Linked DNA regions of Mus musculus: all the other regions are linked to region 1. Evidence: chromatin contacts called from public HiCAR-type, HiChIP or PLAC-seq and promoter capture Hi-C data. All regions are on one chromosome and are shown on one strand. The core of a region is the stretch at or near the end of the contact, and the rest is flanking DNA. Distances in the headings are between cores, read along the strand shown.

Evidence for each region. Promoter capture Hi-C pulls out the DNA fragments that hold promoters and counts their contacts. HiCAR-type assays count read pairs that join an accessible place to other places. HiChIP or PLAC-seq counts read pairs in DNA pulled down with a chosen protein or histone mark.
Region 2: a contact with region 1 is called in a HiCAR-type map of fibro-adipogenic progenitors, with 5 times the contacts expected there. The contact joins the enhancer-like site here to the promoter of Mios in region 1. A contact is called at or near these places in 4 of 39 promoter capture datasets (cranial neural crest, embryonic stem cells, frontonasal cranial neural crest and 1 more), 5 of 115 datasets of contacts at active chromatin or transcription factors (embryonic stem cells, fibro-adipogenic progenitors, forebrain and 1 more) and 1 of 9 other capture datasets (adipose tissue).
Region 3: a contact with region 1 is called in an H3K4me3 HiChIP or PLAC-seq map of bone marrow-derived macrophages, with 7 times the contacts expected there. The contact joins the enhancer-like site here to the promoter of Mios in region 1. A contact is called at or near these places in 20 of 39 promoter capture datasets (the 3T3-L1 cell line, 3T3-L1-derived adipocytes, the C10 cell line and 14 more), 1 of 15 datasets of contacts at CTCF or cohesin (large pre-B cells), 31 of 484 Hi-C or Micro-C datasets (the 3T3-L1 cell line, the AML12 cell line, the C10 cell line and 22 more), 16 of 115 datasets of contacts at active chromatin or transcription factors (PVALB interneurons, astrocytes, bone marrow-derived macrophages and 12 more) and 3 of 9 other capture datasets (adipose tissue, embryonic stem cells and liver).
Region 4: a promoter capture Hi-C map of pre-B cells shows a contact between it and region 1, with 3 times the contacts expected there. The contact joins the enhancer-like site here to the promoter of Mios in region 1. A contact is called at or near these places in 3 of 39 promoter capture datasets (the C10 cell line, hippocampal neurons and pre-B cells), 2 of 115 datasets of contacts at active chromatin or transcription factors (bone marrow-derived macrophages and pro-B cells) and 1 of 9 other capture datasets (pancreatic islet).
Region 5: a contact with region 1 is called in a promoter capture Hi-C map of pre-B cells, with 2.2 times the contacts expected there. The contact joins the enhancer-like site here to the promoter of Mios in region 1. A contact is called at or near these places in 2 of 39 promoter capture datasets (the C10 cell line and pre-B cells), 2 of 115 datasets of contacts at active chromatin or transcription factors (bone marrow-derived macrophages and stem cell-derived neural progenitor cells) and 2 of 9 other capture datasets (liver and macrophages).

What each region holds. Positions count from the first base shown.
Region 1 is chr6:8,207,196-8,210,781 of GRCm38.p6, forward strand. Mios (meiosis regulator for oocyte development) reads left to right here and starts at 2,032. Exons shown (of 12, transcript NM_145374.2): 1 at 2,032-2,216.
Region 2 is chr6:7,714,209-7,717,794 of GRCm38.p6, forward strand. No RefSeq gene overlaps it. Among named protein-coding and RNA genes, the nearest start is that of Gm46950, 8.3 kb to the right of the region's middle. Within about 2 kb of position 1,588, at least 11 of the 459 cell types and tissues checked have an H3K27ac peak or open chromatin away from gene starts, as enhancers often do. A contact at or near this core is called in adipose tissue and fibro-adipogenic progenitors, where this site is marked.
Region 3 is chr6:7,731,970-7,735,555 of GRCm38.p6, forward strand. No RefSeq gene overlaps it. Among named protein-coding and RNA genes, the nearest start is that of Gm46950, 9.5 kb to the left of the region's middle. Within about 2 kb of position 1,577, at least 26 of the 459 cell types and tissues checked have an H3K27ac peak or open chromatin away from gene starts, as enhancers often do. A contact at or near this core is called in the G1E-ER4 cell line, Sertoli cells, adipose tissue and 3 more, where this site is marked.
Region 4 is chr6:8,627,667-8,631,252 of GRCm38.p6, forward strand. It overlaps Ica1 (islet cell autoantigen 1), which reads right to left. Exons shown (of 14, transcript NM_010492.3): 14 at 2,861-3,131. The coding sequence ends at 3,010. Among named protein-coding and RNA genes, the nearest start is that of Gm35621, 6.2 kb to the left of the region's middle. Within about 2 kb of position 1,830, at least 9 of the 459 cell types and tissues checked have an H3K27ac peak or open chromatin away from gene starts, as enhancers often do. A contact at or near this core is called in pre-B cells, where this site is marked.
Region 5 is chr6:8,529,727-8,533,312 of GRCm38.p6, forward strand. All of the region lies in intron 1 of Glcci1 (glucocorticoid induced transcript 1), which reads left to right. Among named protein-coding and RNA genes, the nearest start is that of Glcci1, 22 kb to the left of the region's middle. Within about 2 kb of position 1,580, at least 25 of the 459 cell types and tissues checked have an H3K27ac peak or open chromatin away from gene starts, as enhancers often do. A contact at or near this core is called in pre-B cells, where this site is marked.

The DNA of each region.
Region 1 (3,586 bases), core at 782-3,281:
CTTTGTTCATCTCGATTTCTGAATTAACCCCTCGGCGAACCACTTGTTTCCATACCACTGGCAATTTGAGTCTTCATCATCTTTTACTTGGCTATTCTACAATTCCAACTCTCCATGGAAAAACTGGTTATATCACTGTCCTAGTTAAAATTATCAGTGACTCCACAATTTCCTTTATGAAAAAGCCTATGCAAAGACAGTAAGCTAATTTTCAATGAATTTCTGATAGGACTTCTCAATCTCTCCTCACCTCTGGTTTATTCATATATTAGTTTCTTCCTTAATCTTGATGCATATTAAGTCCATCGGTATACATCTCAGAGTGCGGTTAGTGTCAAACTCAGATATCTTATATTTTTCCTATGCATATATATCTATTATAAACTCTAATTTATAAATTAGGTACAGTAATGGCAACAATTATATAATATAATAGTTATAAAAAATGGTGGACCCTTTATACTCTGCAATGATACTAAGATCCATGTATGCTCAAATGTTTTATCTTAGTTGGTGTTATTTGCATATAACCTACATACATTCTCTGTACCTATTTCTACATTACTTATAATAGTTACACACTATAAATGATATGTAAAGAATTCCTATACTACATTTTATAGTAAAACATGACAAGGAAAATGTACAAGTTTGATTGATATATATATATATATATATATATATATATATATATACACACACACATATGTATGGAAAGACAGACAGACATAAGAGAAAGTTATTTTCATGTAGCTAGCCTAGCTCAAACTCAGTATATTGTTGAGTCTATCTTTTAATTCTTTGATCCTTCTGCTTCAACCTCGGGAGTGTTGATATTATAGACGAACACTACCATACCCAATTTTAAAAACATTTTGATCTGTGGTGGTTGAACCTGCACAGGCAGAGCTAGAGGATCTGGAGGGCCAACAGCACTATAATAAATCATATGTGAATCTCTCTCTCTCTCTCTCTCTCTCTCTCTCTCTCTCTCTCTCTCTCTCTCTCATGCTTATAAGCATGATTTGTCAATACCTACATGTTAAGACAAAATGGAGTGATTGATGTATTGTGATGTATTGTAGTATGCTGCTACTTGGTAAGGGTCACTTGAAGGTGAGCACTGACAGACAGATCTGATGGCCCAGATTGCAGCTTGGGTACACTGTGACTATGGGTAGTTGAATGATGTTCAGGATCGGACTGAACAGGACTCAGAAAGATTTCATAACATTCTAAAATTCAAATTTAGGTGTTCTTTAATTCGAATCGTTCACCTAATATTTTCAGGCTTTGACTGGTCAGTGGTTACTGAGACTTCATAAGCAAACTCACAGGTAAATGAGAGACTTGCTTTCCCATTGCTGTATCCTGTTTCCTGACACAGTATTCAGTTCTAGAAGGCCTTTCTCTTCCAGTTGTTTCCGTCTTTAACTTTTCTGTGACCAATCCATGTTTGTCTTTCTTAGTCTAGTGATCCTCAAGGAAGTTCTTCTGATGCCCCACCCAACCTGAGGGAGGTGCTCTCCCAGGTAGCTTAAAAAAGCCATCACTCTTTTGTCCTGTTTCCTACAAGGGTCTTTTTTTTTTTTTTTTTTTTTTTTCTCATTCCTATATCCCAACACGGTGTGACTCAACAAGGCATTCATGACCTCTTTTTGGAATAACTGAAATCGAATTATGAGCCCCAAATCCTTAAGTTTTTACGAAATCGCCCATCCTCTCTGTTCAGTGGAAATTAAAATGTCTCACATATGCTAAAATGTGTGTACCACCACGACCATGGTAGCTGGCTTCAGAGAAATAATCAAATTCCATGAGAGCAGGGTTAAAGAATGGCTGGCTTGCTGGAGAGGGGTCCCGGGGCAGGGCCCACACTGGGCGGAGCGCTCGAGAGGGAGGCGGGGACTCTAGGTTGTGGCCCTGCCCACAAGAGGGCGACGGAAGGGGCTCAACTCAAGCGCGGAGCGCTCGGGAGGAAGGCGGGGTCTCCGCGCGGCGGCCCCGCCCCGGGGCGGTGCCGGGCGAGGGGAAGGCGGGGCTCGCGGCGAGGAGGTCTGCTTCGGAGGCGGCAGGGTGGTTTGGTCGGGGGCCCAGCGGGTGGCCCGGGTCACCGCCCGTGCTTCGGCGGCCATCTTGCCCGCGCCCGTCTCCCGCGGCGGGAGGGGCGGCGTACAGGCCGGAAACGTCTGTGTGGCGACAGGCCACCTCCTCAGGTCAGTGAGTGCGGCCCGGAGCGGGTGTCTGCGTGAGGCCCGGGGTGGCAGCCGCGGCCGCTTCCTCAGAGCCTCGCCGGCGGGTGGCGTTCCGCTCGATCAGTGCGATGGTCACGGCACCGGGCTGCTGGCGGGCCTCGTGTGGAGCCTTGGGGCGTCCCGCGGCCGCGTGGCGACCGTCCTCCGTGCGGCCGCGCCGGGAGTGCGGAGCCGCGTCCCCCGCCGCCCAGCGGCTCAGCCAGGTGTCTGGACCGTGGGAGTCACGATCAGATTCCTGGTTTACCCGGAATAACAACACGATGAGTTCCAGTTGTACCCAATCAAATCCTTGTTAAAGGGCCTGTCACCCCCGTGAGCTCTGTTCCCTACCGACACGAATAATGCAAATTCCTTGAGAGGAATGGCTCAGCAAACGACTGCTCTTGTTGGCTTTTTTGAATAACTATAGTTTAACGAAAATATAGATGCGCAATGTCTTGTGGAGATGGTAGTACTCCAAATTTCCTGAAACTGCTATCGTTTACTTAGCGCGGAAAGAAAGACGACAGACCATATAATTGTATGTTTTGCGTTATGACAGTGTTTTGAATGTGTGCCCAGTTGCCACGTGGGGTTAAGATGCTTTGTAAGTGTATAGACTGGATTCCCAAGATTTAATAAAAATATAAAAACTTTCGTATTTTTTACAGTGTTGTATATTTTAAATTATTTCTTATTTGATAGGTTAAATTAAAAGATATTCTAAATTTCGTTTGCTACTTCTGAAATGTGCCCGCTAGAGAATTATAAGTGGTGGTTCACTAAATTTCTTTTGGATAGTGTTACCCATGTTCTGGTGGTGACTTGTGGGGAACCATTGAAGGGAAATGAACACTGACTAAATTTGAAGGTGAGGACCTAAATTATTGCCATCTCTTAGCCCCTCCATGGATTTGGCAGTTGTCTCCAGCATCTGAAAGCATTCACTTCCAGGACTGGTTGAAAGAACTAAATAGGGACAACAACATCTGTATGAAGCAGAGAACTCAACTGTGATGAGTTGGTGTTAGAACTTTGTGTGGTGGAAATTACTTAGATGTTACCCAAGTCATAAGGGACTTGTAATCGTCTAAACTAATAAGTGCATGAAAGACTTTCTGAGCCCTTACTGGTTTTTGTTGTTGTTTGCTTGTTTTGTTTTTTGCTGTCCTCCGTATTTATATTATGTATGTTAATAAGCAAGGACCCATTTGTATAGAGTGTTAGATTTCTTAACAGGATGGTTATAGACATACTGGTTTTCTAGGGCCATCTTTGTAATGTGCAACTCTATGCAGGAGCGCCAGCCGAGCATTTAGAATGACTAGCAGTTAGAAGCTGCTATGTCACTC
Region 2 (3,586 bases), core at 338-2,837, 490 kb before region 1:
CATCCTAATCTTGCCCATCTACTCTAGAGACTCTTTCCTACGCAGGCACAGGGGCCCAGAGGGTCTGCAGCAGTAAGGCAATTAGCATTGCTCTTCCTGCTTGTAATGGAATTTGCTAAATACCACTAGAGTGACTATTATGTTTGTCATTTGAATTTGTCTTATTTTTCTATACTTTTTCTTATCTATGTCTGACATATATGGTGCATTTACATATCTACAGTTCTCTCCTCTACAAAATGAGCACCAGGGTTCAGGGAACTCACACTTGTTCTGCAGGGCTAGGAGCAACACAGTACTTAACCAGTGAAATTGAGAAAGTAAATTATATGGCTCTCAACACCATGCATCACATTTAGGGAGTAATGTCAGTTGTCTGGAGGGAGCAATTGAGCAGAGTTGAAAACGGACAAAATTAGAAATGCAAACAGAAGATGAGCAACTGCTCACTTGTAGATATCAGAGGACAACTTTTGGAAATTGGTCCTTGCCTTCTAACTTGTTTTTGAGTCAGAGTCTCTCTTATTTTTGACACAGTGTATGCCAGGTTAACTAGCTTTTGAATTTCCTTGCAATTCTCTTGTCTCTGCCTCCCATCTCACCATACAAATTACAGATGCATACTTTTTACAAGTGTGTACAGATTATAGATATGGCTTTTTGTTTGGGTTCTGTAGTCTAACTAAATTTTTGGGCTTCAGAAGAAAGAACTTTTACTCAGTGACCTATGTCCCTGACTGGAGGGAAAACTTCTTTCTACATTCTTAATTTTACAAATGATAAACTAGAAATTAAACCAACTAGAGATGTTTTAACAACAACAACAAAAAGACAAACAACTTCATCTCTTAAAAATGTTCAGATCCTATATGGAGGGAAATTTTTAATTTTTTTAAGGATGTTGTATGAGAGAGGAAAGAAGGAAAGAAAAAAGAAAAAAGAAAGAAAGGAAGAAAGAAAGAAAGAAAGAAAGGAAGGAAGGAAGGAAGGAAGGAAGAGAGAGAGAGAGAAAGAAAGAAAGAAAGAAAAGAAAGAAAGAGTTCTTAAGCTCTTACCTTTCTTACTCTCATCTCTAGCCCTCCTTCTCCCCCTCCCTTCCCCCATCTCTCCATGTGGCCATGGCTGGCCTCCCTCTTTCTACCTTCTCTTTTTCTCTCTGCCTTTCTACAATAAAGCTCTAAAACCATAAAAAAGAAAAGAAAAGAAGAAAAGGGGGGGGGAGAGAGAGAGAGAGAGAGAGAGAGAGAGAGAAGAAAAAAGAAAAAAGAAAGAAGGGAGGGCTGGAGGGATGGAAGGACGGAGGAACGGAGGGAGGAAGGACAGAAAGAATCCTGTATGCAAAGGTAGAATAAAATTTTGCCTTCTAATTTCTAAATGATAAACTGTATTTAACAAAAGATGCAGGTTTTTATTTTACTAAATTACACATGATTTTTACTAACTTCTGGTTCCTAGTGCCATGGGATTACATAATCTATTGGCCTGTTTTTCTGCCAAATCCACTGACATTTTTCTGAACTCTCTAGCCAGCCCCTCATGGGTGATGGCCATGACTCTATCTAGATCACTCCTGGGACTTCAGAATTCTGGGAATGTTCTACGATGTTAGGAATAGCACAAGTGATTATTGTCACATCACTTGTTTGTCAGTCTGTTCACAAGCCTAATAAACTCCCCTCTAGGAAACTAAGCCCTAAATAGGAAAGGTGTCATATATCAAGGTTGCACAGGCTGAGGGCAAGGAAGTTAAATATATAGAATGATAGTTTACACTAAGGTTAGAGTCAAAGAGGAACACCCACCATGAAAGCTAAGAATTTCCCAGACTCCAAGGGTACAATACAAGGAAAATCTTCAGGGATAGCAACCATATTCCAGTGTAGGCCCATGCCCAGGAGTTGACAACATAAAATAAACTTCACACAGGGTTTTTGTTTGTCTGTTTCATTTGGTATTTTTTGTTTGTTTGTTTTACTAGTTTTTTTGTTTGTTTTGATTTTCATTTTAATTGCCATTGTTGTTGTTTGTTTGCTTGCTTTGTTTTTTGGTTGCTTTTGAGAAAGACAAGATGAAGTTGAGTGGGTGGAGAGGTGGCGAGGTTATGGAAGGAGTTAGGGGAGGGAAAAAACATGGTCAAAATATTCAGAATTGCCTAGGAAACAGTTAAAGAAGTTGGAAGACTTCCCAGTCCAAGGAATCAAATCGCTTCCCCTGAGAAATGTGCTGAGCGTGTCACAGTGGAAAGACAGGAGGGTAAGGCACTGGTGCACATGGTGGGAGGGAGCTGACTTGGGACAAGAAGCTGGAAACCATTCACACCTAATAGTACAATCAATAAAGAGACAAAAAGCCTTGGCACTCAGTCAGAAGCAGAGGTGAGACCGCACATGGCTGGCTGATTAGTACAGATTTCTTTGTTAGAGATTAGGACAAAGGGAAAGCACAGAACATGAGAAAACAGATTCTATGAAAGAACCGTTCATCTCTGCAACTTAGACCTGGTACTGGGGAGGCATGTGAACCAATTTCTGACAGAATAGGAAAATTTGGAGTAGTGAGGAGAGCATATTAACACTGCTACAGTCCATGATTCACAGAAAAATTATACCCCGGACTCAAGCAGCATGTAAGAGTGTTTATTCTGCAGAAGTCCAGCATACTGGGGCCTCCCATTACCAGAATAGAGAGACAACCAAGTGAGCTTGCAGGCCTGATTTAAAGCACATTAGGAAATCCCAGGGTAGGTGACCTCTATGTTAATCTGTTGGGTTCATCTCTATGGACATTCCATTACCATGGTGTGGGCACTGGAAACCGTTGCTGACCCACTGTTCTTGCCTCAGGCCAGGTGGCAGGGCAGCTTCTGAGGCCTGAACTTGCCTGTAATTGTCCAGTTCTTGGAACAGAGATTTAGGCCTAGTCTCCTTAACTGCCAATTTGAAGCCTGACATGGAGTCAGCCTAGCCTTCTCAATAGAGAATATTGGAACTGATAAGGTAATAAGTTTGTGTAAAAACAAAAGACAGTGGTAGAAATGTCTGACAATTAACAAAGCACATACTAGGATTGTATCTCAATGACTCAAAGAAAACTTTTCTTCAAATTGAATTTCTGTATGATGGGAAAGTACCTCCAGCCACTCTCCCCAAACACTTCTGGGCCAGGAAGTTCCCAGATCTCATTTGTCCTGTACTGAAGGACCCTGGCCTGTAGACATCTGCTCATTCTTGGTGTTTGTTAAGTATTCCCTATCAACGCTTTGGTTTAAATAATGATCTCCCCTGTTCAGGCGCCAATCTGTTGTAAGCAGCCCCGAGGCCTACATGAACCAGGTACACCTGGGAGGCAGGTTGGGGCTGAAAGAGACAAGATTGCGAGAAAAGATAATGAAGCCAAGACAAACGTTCTGATCAAGGCCCATGAGTTTCCTAAGAGACCGTGCTTATAAGGGGGAAGGCCCATCTCCTCCACCAGTCCATCCTTGGTGCTTTGTTGCCATGCCGCCATGCCATCAGCACTTGGGCGCCAGGCTGGTTGCTTATTCAGGAATGTCTCAGGAAGACAGGTTCAGCCTCTCGGCAGGTAG
Region 3 (3,586 bases), core at 327-2,826, 480 kb before region 1:
TCTCACAGAAAGGGGAAGAGGGGGAGGAGTGGGTTCACATTGTAACTGGAGAGCCACCATAATGCTGTACGTGGCCAATGCTTACTGTTCCAGGAGGAGGCCTACTGCACTTGGCTCAGTCCTGTATCATAATACCTTTAATAAAATGTCCTTCCCTGTTCCCGAGAGTCCTAAAATGACATACACTGTTGAATCTTGGTTTGACTTGGGTTGAAGCCCGTAAATGTCTAGGGGAACCCTTCGGGCTGATGAGAGTGGCAGTGTGAGTCTGGGTGTCTGTCCTATCACTGTTGACATAATGTAAAGCTTTGTTTTCTATGGTTTCCATTATCTAACCTCTCCACACGCTATCTTTGGAAACCTACAGTACTTTCTGTCATCTTCTCTTGCTGCTTTGAGGGAGAACTCCTGGAAAGAAGCGGTCTGCAGAGACTGACTGACTAATGTCAGTCCTGTGGGGGTGGGGGTGGGGGTGGGGTGGGGGTGGGGGTGGGAATGTTACAGGTCCAACGGCTACTTAGTTTATCTTAGGCTTGCTTTAGTCACAACTCCTAACAGCCATTCCTTGCTCACCTGTGTCAGAACTAACATCCTGTGACTAACGGATGAAAACCTTGGGAATCTATTAACTGAGTAGGCCCCTAGCTTGCACCAACTCCAAGGCTAAGAATGTCATCCGACAGCGTCTGAAGACGTACAGAAAGGACGACCTCCAAGCTTGCTGTAACCGCCTCTCTAAAGTACCCCTCCATGTGTTTCCAACTCGCCTTGATTTATGACTTTGTTCTGTAAATCTATAAATGTTCATGAATCTGCTTCCACTTTGAAGCAAGTAGTTTGGGGTGGCTTAAATCTGAATTCCTAGCCTTGGTCACTCAAAATGGCCCCAGAGTAAACCATCTTAGCCCCTTAAAGATGAAAGCTGTGGCTGTGGCACCAGCAGTTATGGTGCCACGGCATTCTAACAATGCCCCACTTTTCACTGGAGGAATTACCCGATTGGAAGCCAGCTGTGTGCATGGACCCACTGAGGCCAGGCTATTTGGTGTTATTTCCTCAGGCAGATTGTTGGTGTGATTTTTCTCCTGGGGCTCTGGTTGGGCTTCTAGTTTGGTTGGCAGTACATTTTCCCCAAATTACAAATTATAAATGTGACACAAACCAAATTCTTATATTCTACTTTTTTAAACCGTTAGACAAGTGTTTCCTATCGAAATTTACGTCCCTCAAGTCAGAATGCCTTGCATGAGACTGTGCAATAAAATCACTGCCCACCAGGTGGCAGTCATGGTACAGTAGCTCTCAAAGACTGGCGTTGATTGGGGAGTTGCTCAACGTTTAAACAGAGTTGCCATCTGACCCAGTAATTCCATTCTTAGATTTATACGCAGGAAAGTGTAAAACACATGTCTATACAAAAACTTGTACATGAACGCTTGTGACTATTAACGGTAGTCAAAATGTAAAGTACCCAGTGTCCAGACACTAAGAAGGCCATAAACAAAATATGGTATATACAAAGGGAAGGGTGTTACTCAGCCACAAAAATGAACAAAGTGCAGATTCATGCTGCAGCATACATGAACAATGAAAACATTATACTAGGCAGGAGCCAGACAGAAGAGGTTCAGGTTGTGTTAGTCTATCTATATGAACTCTGTTCGCAAAGTAACAGAGACAGAAAGCTGGCTAATGAGTGCGGAAAGCTGGGCAGAAAGCATAGGAAATGACTTTCTTCTTCAGGTGATGAACAATATCATAAAGTTAGTTGTTAACACCTTTGGGAAGATGCTAAACCTACTACACTGTACAGTTTAAACAGCAAATATTATGTGTGAAGGATGGCATAGGAAACACAAGACTTAACAAAACAGTCATAAAGCCACTGTTGCAATGGGGTTGGAGTGGGGGTGTCCATTAAAATTAAGAAAATGCCACCACCAACGTGTCTCAATAGCACAAAATGTGTGGGGAATACTATTTTGAGCATTAGCGAGTCACTATATGACATAGACACATAATGCCTATACTGTCTGGTTTTATGTGTCATCACATGTCAGAGTCACCAGAGAGAAAGGAGCCTCAGTTGAGGAAATGCCTCATGATATCTAGCTGTAAGGCATTTTCTCAATTAGTGATCAGTGGGGGAGGGCCCCATCGTGGATGATGTTATCCCTGGGCTAGTGGTCCTTGATTTTATTAGAGAGCAGGCTGAGCAAGTCATGAGTAGCAGGCCAGTAAGCAGAACCTCTACGGCCTCTGCATCAGTCCCTGCCTCCAGGTTCCAGCCTGGCTAAGTTCCTGTCCTGACTTCCTCCAATGAAGGACAATGTGTAAGCCGAATAAGCCCTTTTCATCCCAACTTGGTTTTTGGTTATGGTGTCTTCATTGCAGCAATTCAAGCCCTAACCAAAACAATGACCAAAGGTTATAAGTTACAGTTGGCTTCTACTTCATTTCCAGAGCACAGCTAAGCAAGAGATGGTCCATAAGTCAAATCACAAATTACCCAGAAATTAAGAATTTACATTTTAAGGGTTGAAAGTAGCAAGAGAATTGTATGAAAGTCAAATTTTAGGATCTACAAATAAAAGTTTATTGGAACACAGCTGTGCCCATTTTGTGTGAGAATGACAGGTATTCTAGTTTGTTTCTCTGTTGCCATGGTAAAATACCAAAATAGCTTGTGGGGGTGGCTATTTGGCTCACAGGTTACAGTTCATCTTTGAGGGAAGCCGGGGAAGAAACTTAAAGGAGACACCATGGAAAAATCCTGCTCGATACCTCGTTTACTTGGCTTGCCCAGTTACCTTCCTTTAATCCCAGCACTTGGGAAGCAGAGGCAGACAGATTTCTGAGTTCCAGGCCAGCCTGATCTATAGAGTGAGTTCCAAGACAGCCAAGGCTACACAGAGAAACCCCGTCTCGAAAAAACAAAAACAAAAAAAGAATACTTGTGAAAAATACCAGTGCACCTCACTGTGTTTGCGTCTTTCCTGCTTCCTTTGAACAAATAAGCCAAATCATCCACACTATGCTAACATTTGCCTTCCTGCTCAATTAAGATTCTATTGTTTCTGTGTTTCTTACTGATTTAAATGAGCACAAAGGCCTGGGGTGGGTGCCCTTCCAGCTGTTTGCTCATATCATATCTGTTTCCTCCTCTTCTTCTTCCTCCTCCTCCTCTTCCTTTTCTGCCCTCTAACTGAGATCCTCCTGCCTCTACCTCCCAAGTACCGGGATCCAAGGTGTATACCACTACACCCAGCTATATAGTTTTTCTTCAGCCTGGGTTAACAGACAGTGTTTATTCTTCTCTTTCATATCCTTCAGACCTTTGAGTATGCAAAAGTCTGACCCTGAACTATGACTCTTGGAACCTGAGCTGTCTCAGAAGGACCTGAGGGCCTTTAGCCCTAGCTTCCCAGTAAGGCTGCTTCCTTACCATGACCTCTTGTTTATCCCTTCCTGTTTGGCTTTTCCTATGAATGCCAGTGTTTCCTAAAATCCTCAGATACGTTGTTTTAGATTCTGTGTCTCAATCCCCATTTATGGGGACAGCCTAAACTAAACTAAAACACCAAAA
Region 4 (3,586 bases), core at 580-3,079, 420 kb after region 1:
GGTGGAGTCTTCCTGCAGCACCTCCTAAAAGGGGGAAGTCGGTGTTGTCTCCAGAAGTTGCCCGGTGGGACAATAGGCAGGAGGGGTCTGGGAAGTGGCATCTAGTAGGTGGGCAGCCTCCCAAAGTGGCTTCAGGGCCCTCAGCCCTTGGCCCCACACCAGCTATAAAAATTGGCGAATGCACAACGGATTTGCTCCTTCATACCCAGAGGTGCTGGCTTCAAGCAGAATACATTTTCTTGGGCAAAAACTTCCAATAACAACAACAACAACAACCAAAAAAACAAACCAAACCAAACCAAACCAAAACCAAACCAAACCAAACCAAACCAAACCAAACCAAACCAAAAAAATCAAACATGCTGGCTCTTTCTAAATCAGTACTTTCTAATTCTGAGGCTGATGGATTGGTTTTTTCACTCACCCAGAACTCAAAATCAACTTGACATTTCTAAAATTACATTTCGAGGGGAATGAATCTGTAAAGTGAACCGAGAGCCAGTGCCAGTTGGGGAAAGAAGGCAGGCACAAACAGAATCATGCCTCGTCCCTCCTTACAGTGTGTGCGTTCTTTATCTGTTAGCTGAGGAAAAGGGAGGGGAACCGGGGGTCATGCTGAAGCCATCAGAAATAGCCAGAAAGCCAAGGAGAGCCTGGGTCTACCTGTAGCTCAAGCTCCATTGTAACGGTGGCTCAGGCTGCCCGAAGGGAGTTGGAGATGAAGCGAGACTTGTTTGGCAAAGAGGGTAAAGACATATTGTCTCCTTCATGGCAGAGATCACACTTGTGTGGGCAGTTGGGGAGACCCCAAGGTGGGTCCCAGAGGAAGCCTCTTGGCCAGGCGGGTGTACGGGGCTCTTACAAGAGAGCCAGGTGGCAGCTGCTTCCCCTTACTTAGGAGAGGTGGTCAAGGGGCTTTGTGTGAGCAGGGTCAAAACGTGCCTCTCAACAGGGATCAAGAGGCTGCCCCAGTGGATTGCAGATGGGAAAGGAGACTGAGTCTTCTTCTTTTCTTTCCTTTTCATGAGAAATATAAAGACAATTTGGGGAGAAAATGCCTCCATGAGCAACCCTTTCCTTTTCCGGTTGCAAAGCTTATTCAACCACTGTGATCCACTACCCCCCACTCACTGATCAGTTTTAAAAGGCAGCCTCCTACTGCTTATCCTATTCCAAACTCTACCTCCCTCAACCTCCATGCCTTCCCATCGCCTAGACGGAGCCAGACAGGCCTTCCAGATTCAGCTCCTCACTGTGACTTCTGGGGTTTCCATGGCTACAAACAAATGTGACCTGGGATGAAACTAGAACCCTTACTCCTCATTCCATGCTGGGCAACTTGACCTGGCGATCATTAATCCACGCAAGTGGCACTGTCTAATGGTAGAGGCATGTGTCTAAAGCACGTATCTGTCAAGGCTAGGAAGCACCATCCTGGCATGGCTGGAGGAGAGCGGTAGGGCAGGAGCCAAACTCTCAGGAGACAGTAGAGCTTCATCCTTGGAGAACTGAAGGTGCAGGTAGAGGCTCCACATTCTCATGGTGGAGGTGGACTGTGAGGAAGCTCTTGAGGACTGAAGAAGGCTGTCATGGAGTCTCACATAGCACACAGGCCCCTGGGACGGTACATTAAAGGGGTGGCAAGCATGCCTGTGTTTAGAGGAGTGTGAGGTTGGGTTCTGATTCTGTATCGTGACAACCTCAAAGTGTATTAACGTGGAGCTGAGAAATCTGCCAGAGACGATTCTGGCAACAAGACCTCTGATAGCACAAGACAGCAAAGCCAGGGAAAGCTACCCAAGCCAGGCCCTCAGCTGGCTCCCAGACATTTCCTTTACCAAGAAGACATCTGTAACGGCCCGTGTCTCCAGCCCTCAGAGTGGTTTTAGAACTGCAGGCAGGTCCTTTCTGAGGGTGAGTTTCTGAAGGAAGCCCAGGGAGCCTTCTCTGAGATAGGCAACAGGAGCCCTCAAGAGGCCTAAGCACAGAGAACCTTTTTTTCTGGACCACTAACTTACACAGGGCCTTCTGTGCATTGCTTAGGTCTACATGAGGGCATGTGAGAGGGCCCTAACTTAGCAGGTTACCTGTGACATAGAGAAACTCTGGGGTCTGGGAGTCTGACAGGGTATCTAAGTTGTTGATGTGGCTACATGTGAATCTGTAATTACCACTATTTCTTGGTCCTACAAAAGTCCCAGGCAGCCCTTGTAGCTGGCTGCCTTATTTGGGGATGTACAGTTCTGACCAATAGCTGCAGAACTGCCCATGGGGCCCCCTGCCCCTCTATTGCACCTTCAATGATGCTTTTCTTAGCACAGCTGGGTCTCCACACAGAATCCACGACTTGAGTTTGTATAGCAAATGTTGTCTTAATGTTTAAAATTTTCTGTTTAAAAAAAAAAAGGTTCCATGAGGCTCCTGGAGTTTATGCTTTTGAATTCAGCTACGGAAAAGATAAAAGGAGACACTAGGATGTGCAAGGATGGCTGCCTTCAATAGAAAGGTCCATGCAGCAGAAAGCAGCCCCACTCCTCTGCCAGTGTGGCACGTGGCCGCAGTCAAGTGTGGCAGGGGACAGTGTCTTCGGTTGTCTGGATCTTCATCCAGAGCTCAGTGGACAGTGGCATGGCAGAAGGGCTCTTCCTGACACCTCTTCTGAGAGGGATGGGGACGTGAGAAAGCACTTTGAGCCTCCTGGTGCCCCTGAGGACGTGTGTAAGTCCACATGCAGGTGTGTGATTTAGCCTTGGATTTTGGGTGTCAGCAAGAGTAAGCAGTGGCCTGCCAGCGGCCCCTGTGTACTCCTCTACTGTTCAATGCACACGGACTACATACAAACCAAACAGGAGTGAATAACTATAGCGATAGAAACAGGGCCTTGACCCTCTCATTTTATTAAAATGGCATGTAAATATTAAAACAGCACACTGAGCATATTAGACTTCTGCAAGCCCTGGATGAGGTGCCGCGGAGTGGCCCGAGGGCTCCCTGTTGAAGGTTGCAGACTCATGCATTGAGCAATTCGTGTTCTTTATCAGTTTTCCCAACAGCATCAGGGTTTGATAAGGGGTCGAGGTCAGCAAAGAGGCTGAACCAGGCAGTCAGGTCCGAGGCAGCCTTGGCAGGCTCTGGGGAAAGAAGAAGAAACATGAACAAACCCACCTTCTCAATGAGCACCTCAGGAGGGACAAATCCCATGATCCTTGGGGAATTTCATGTCCCCTGAAGGGCTGGCTAACACAAACCTTGGCCTGAGACTCAGTTAACTAATTTCCATCTTCAGGGCACCTCCAGCAATGGCTACAGCTCACAGAGGTACTCAAAACGGCACATGCTGTCTGTCTCCCTCAACCGAGAAGCAGCTTGGCTATTTCAGAAATCAGACTGAAGCAAGGTGCCTTCTGGTGTCTGCCGGAGGGTTCCCTTTAAGTCCCACGGGCCAGGAGCCATCTGCGGTTTCTCCTTTCACCCTTCAAAGACGCAGGCCCACAGGAGGTCATACCCAGGCCCAGTCTCTCTACCATTACAATCACTGCCTTTCCTAGCTCTTCCTGTCAAAGGCTAGGTCCTTCCTTTCCCTTTC
Region 5 (3,586 bases), core at 330-2,829, 320 kb after region 1:
GCTCCTCCATTGGGAGCCCTGTGATCCATCCAATAGCTGACTGTGGGCATCCACTTCTGTGTTTGCTAGGCCCCGGCATAGTCTCACAAGAGACAGCTACATCTGGGTCCTTTCGATAAAATCCTGCTAGTGTATGCAATGGTGTCAGCGTTTGGAAGCTGACTATGGGGTGGAGACTGGATATGGCAGTCTCTACATGGTCCATCCTTTCATCTCAGCTCCAAACTTTGTCTCTGTAACTCCTTCCATGGGTGTTTTGTTCCCAATTCTAAGGAGGGGCATAGTGTCCACACCAGTCTTCATTCTTCTTAAGTTTCATGTATTTAGCAAGTTGTATCTTATATCTTGGGTATCCTAGGTTTTGGGCTAATATCCACTTATCAGTGAGTACATATTGTGTGAGTTCCTTTGTGAATGTGTTACCTCACTCAGGATGATGCCCTCCAGGTCCATCCATTTGCCTAGGAATTTCATAAATTCATTGTTTTTAATAGCTGAGTAGTACTCCATTGTGTAAATGTACCACATTTTCTGTATCCATTCCTCTGTTGAGGGGCATCTGGGTTCTTTCCAGCTTCTGGCTATTATAAATAAGGCTGCTATGAACATAGTGGAGCATGTGTCCTTCTTACTGGTTGGAACATCTTCTGGATTTATGCCCAGGAGAGGTATTGCTGGATCCTCTGGTAGTACTATGTCCAATTTTCTGAGGAACTGCCAGACTGATTTCTAGAGTGGTTGTATAAGCCTGCAATCCCACCAACAATGGAGGAGTGTTCCTCTTTCTCCACATCCTCGCCAGCATCTGCTGTCACCTGAGTTTTTGATCTTAGCCATTCTGACTGGTGTGAGGTGGAATCTCAGGGTTGTTTTGATTTGCATTTCCCTGATGATTAAGGATGTTGAACATTTTTTCAGGTGCTTCTCTGCCATTCGGTATTCCTCAGGTGAGAATTCTTTGTTCAGTTCTGAGCCCCATTTTTTAATGGGGTTATTTGATTTTCTGGAGTCCACCTTCTTGAGTTCTTTATATATGTTGGATATTAGTCCCCTATCTGATTTAGGATAGGTAAAGATCCTTTCCCAATCTGTTGGTGGTCTTTTTGTCTTATTGACGGTGTCTTTTGCCTTAAATGCTTAAATCTTTACCCACCTTTTTCTCTTCCTCCCACTCCATTCCCATAACTCCTCCCAGATCCACCCTCACTTCCCTTTTTTTTTTGTTTTAAATAACCTACTGAGTCCAATTTGTGCTGTTACTATTCTCAATGGCTATAGGATCAGCCACTAGAGTATGGTTGACCCAGTAGGGATCATTTCTTTAAAGAAGCTGTATTTTTCCTTGCCAAAGAAGCCATCACCTGTCAGTAGGTCCTCAGGAATAGGGGGAACCTCCGTCTTCTACACTGACTTGTTTACTCTTGTGCAGGCAGCCACAGTTAATGTGAGTTCCCGAGTGCAATTATCTTGTTCTGTCTAGTAGACACTGTTTCACTCTGCTTCTCCCTAACCTCTGGCTCTTAAAATCTGCCTTGGCCATGAAGCCTGGGGGGGTGGGGTGGGTGATAAAGATGTTCTATTTATGATAGAGCACATGCACACTTGTTCTACGCACATTTATCAGTTCCTGCATTAGCCACCACCCACTGTGCAAAGAAACTTAAAATGAGGATTGATAGCTGCATTAATCTGTACATAGATAGTTATGAACTTACAGGACAGTGTGAGATTGTATTCTTTTAACAAAAATAGTAATAATAGACTCACTCCCTGGGGCCCAAGAGCATATTCACCATGGGTTTTCAGCTGGGTTAGCAGTGCAAGAAATGCTTTTCCTTTGTGGAGTGGGTGTTAAATCCAATGAGAAAGCAGTTGTTTACCATTGTAACATTTCATGCTACTGTTGCACCCATGGGGATATCTTGTCACACTGGTCATTGTGGTTCACAAAGTTGTCAGTTGGGTAAAGCTGTTGCTAACTTCCTCTCAGCAACCTCTATTAGCTCCCTCTGGTGCTGTGAAAGCTGGCAGCAAAGAAGCCTCTTGGTCAGTACCTACTTGATTTCTCCGTGTGCTGTGAACAAAATATGTGGGGTCTTCAACAGTAGTTCTTAGCATCAAATTCTGCTGCTCAGCCAAGAGAAGGAGCAACAGCCTGTGTCTGTGTGTCTGTCTATCATCTGTCTGTAACATACATACATCACACATACATACATACACACACACATACATACATACATACATACATACATACATGTTATTTATTTTGTTGGGCTGTCTCTAGTTTAACTGTGACCAACAACATGATGTTCCGCTGCCTGGCACTAGGGTTTGAATTTGGTACAATAAAGCTTCTGGGAGGACCATTATCCCTTGTGTAGTATAAACTAATTAAACTTGATATGAATAAATAATGTGTTTCTATATGCTTTTAAAACGTTCTAATGTTAACCAAATCTTCATTCAGCTTTTATTTTTTTAGTCTTCATAAGCATTCGTGTGAGCCTTTATTTAAAATTGAAATTTTGCTGTATAGCCAGTGCTTAATTTGGAAAGTGACTTTTTGAAGATCTGACTGGTTATTGCAATTAGTTAGCTCTAGAAGCTTAGCTTGTCTTTGCAAATTTCAGAGAACTGATTGCTCTTTCTGTAGAAGGATACTTTTTTTTTTTTAGGTATTTATTTCATTTACATTTCCAATGCTACCCCAAAAGTTCCCCACACGCTCCCCCACCCACTCCCACTTCTTGGCCCTGGTGTTCCCCTGTACTGAGGCAGATAAAGTTTGCACAACCAGTGGGCCTCTCTTTCCACTGATGGCCGACTAGGCCATCTTCTGATTCATATGCAGCTAGAGACACCAGCTCTGGGGAGTACTGGGTAGTTCATATTGTTGTTCCACCTGTAGGGTTGCAAATCCCTTTAGCTCCTTGGTTACTTTCTCTAGCTCCTCCATTGGGGGCCCTGTGATCCATCCAATAGCTGACTGAGCATCCACTTCTGTGTTTGCTAGGCCCCGGCATAGTCTCACAAGAGACAGCTATATCTGGGTCCTTTCAGCCAAATCTTGCTAGTGTATGCAATGGAGTCAGCGTTTGGAAGCTGATTATGGGATGGATCCCTGGATATGGCAGTCTCTAGATGGTCCATCCTTTCGTCACAGCTCCAAACTTTGTCTCTCTAACTCCTTCCATGGGTGTTTTTTTCCCAATTCTAAGAAGGGGCAAAGTGTCCACACTTTGGTCTTCGTCCTTCTTGAGTTTCATGCGTTTAGCAGATTGTATCTTATATCTTGGGTATTCTAAGTTTCTGGGCTAATATCCACTTATCAGTGAGTACATATTGTGTGAGTTCTTTTGTGATTGGGTTACCTCACTCAGGATGATGCCCTCCAGGTCCATCCATTTGCCTAGGAATTTCATAAATTCATTCTTTTTAATAGCTGACTAGTACTCCATTGTGTAAATGTACCACAGTCAAACTTTTGGTGCCCTTAAGTGGAGTAAGTGTGTGTGTATGTGTGTTTGAGCACCTAGATCATAAAGATTCAGTCCCAGTTTTCTAGCCATTGGCTTTTGAACTTATG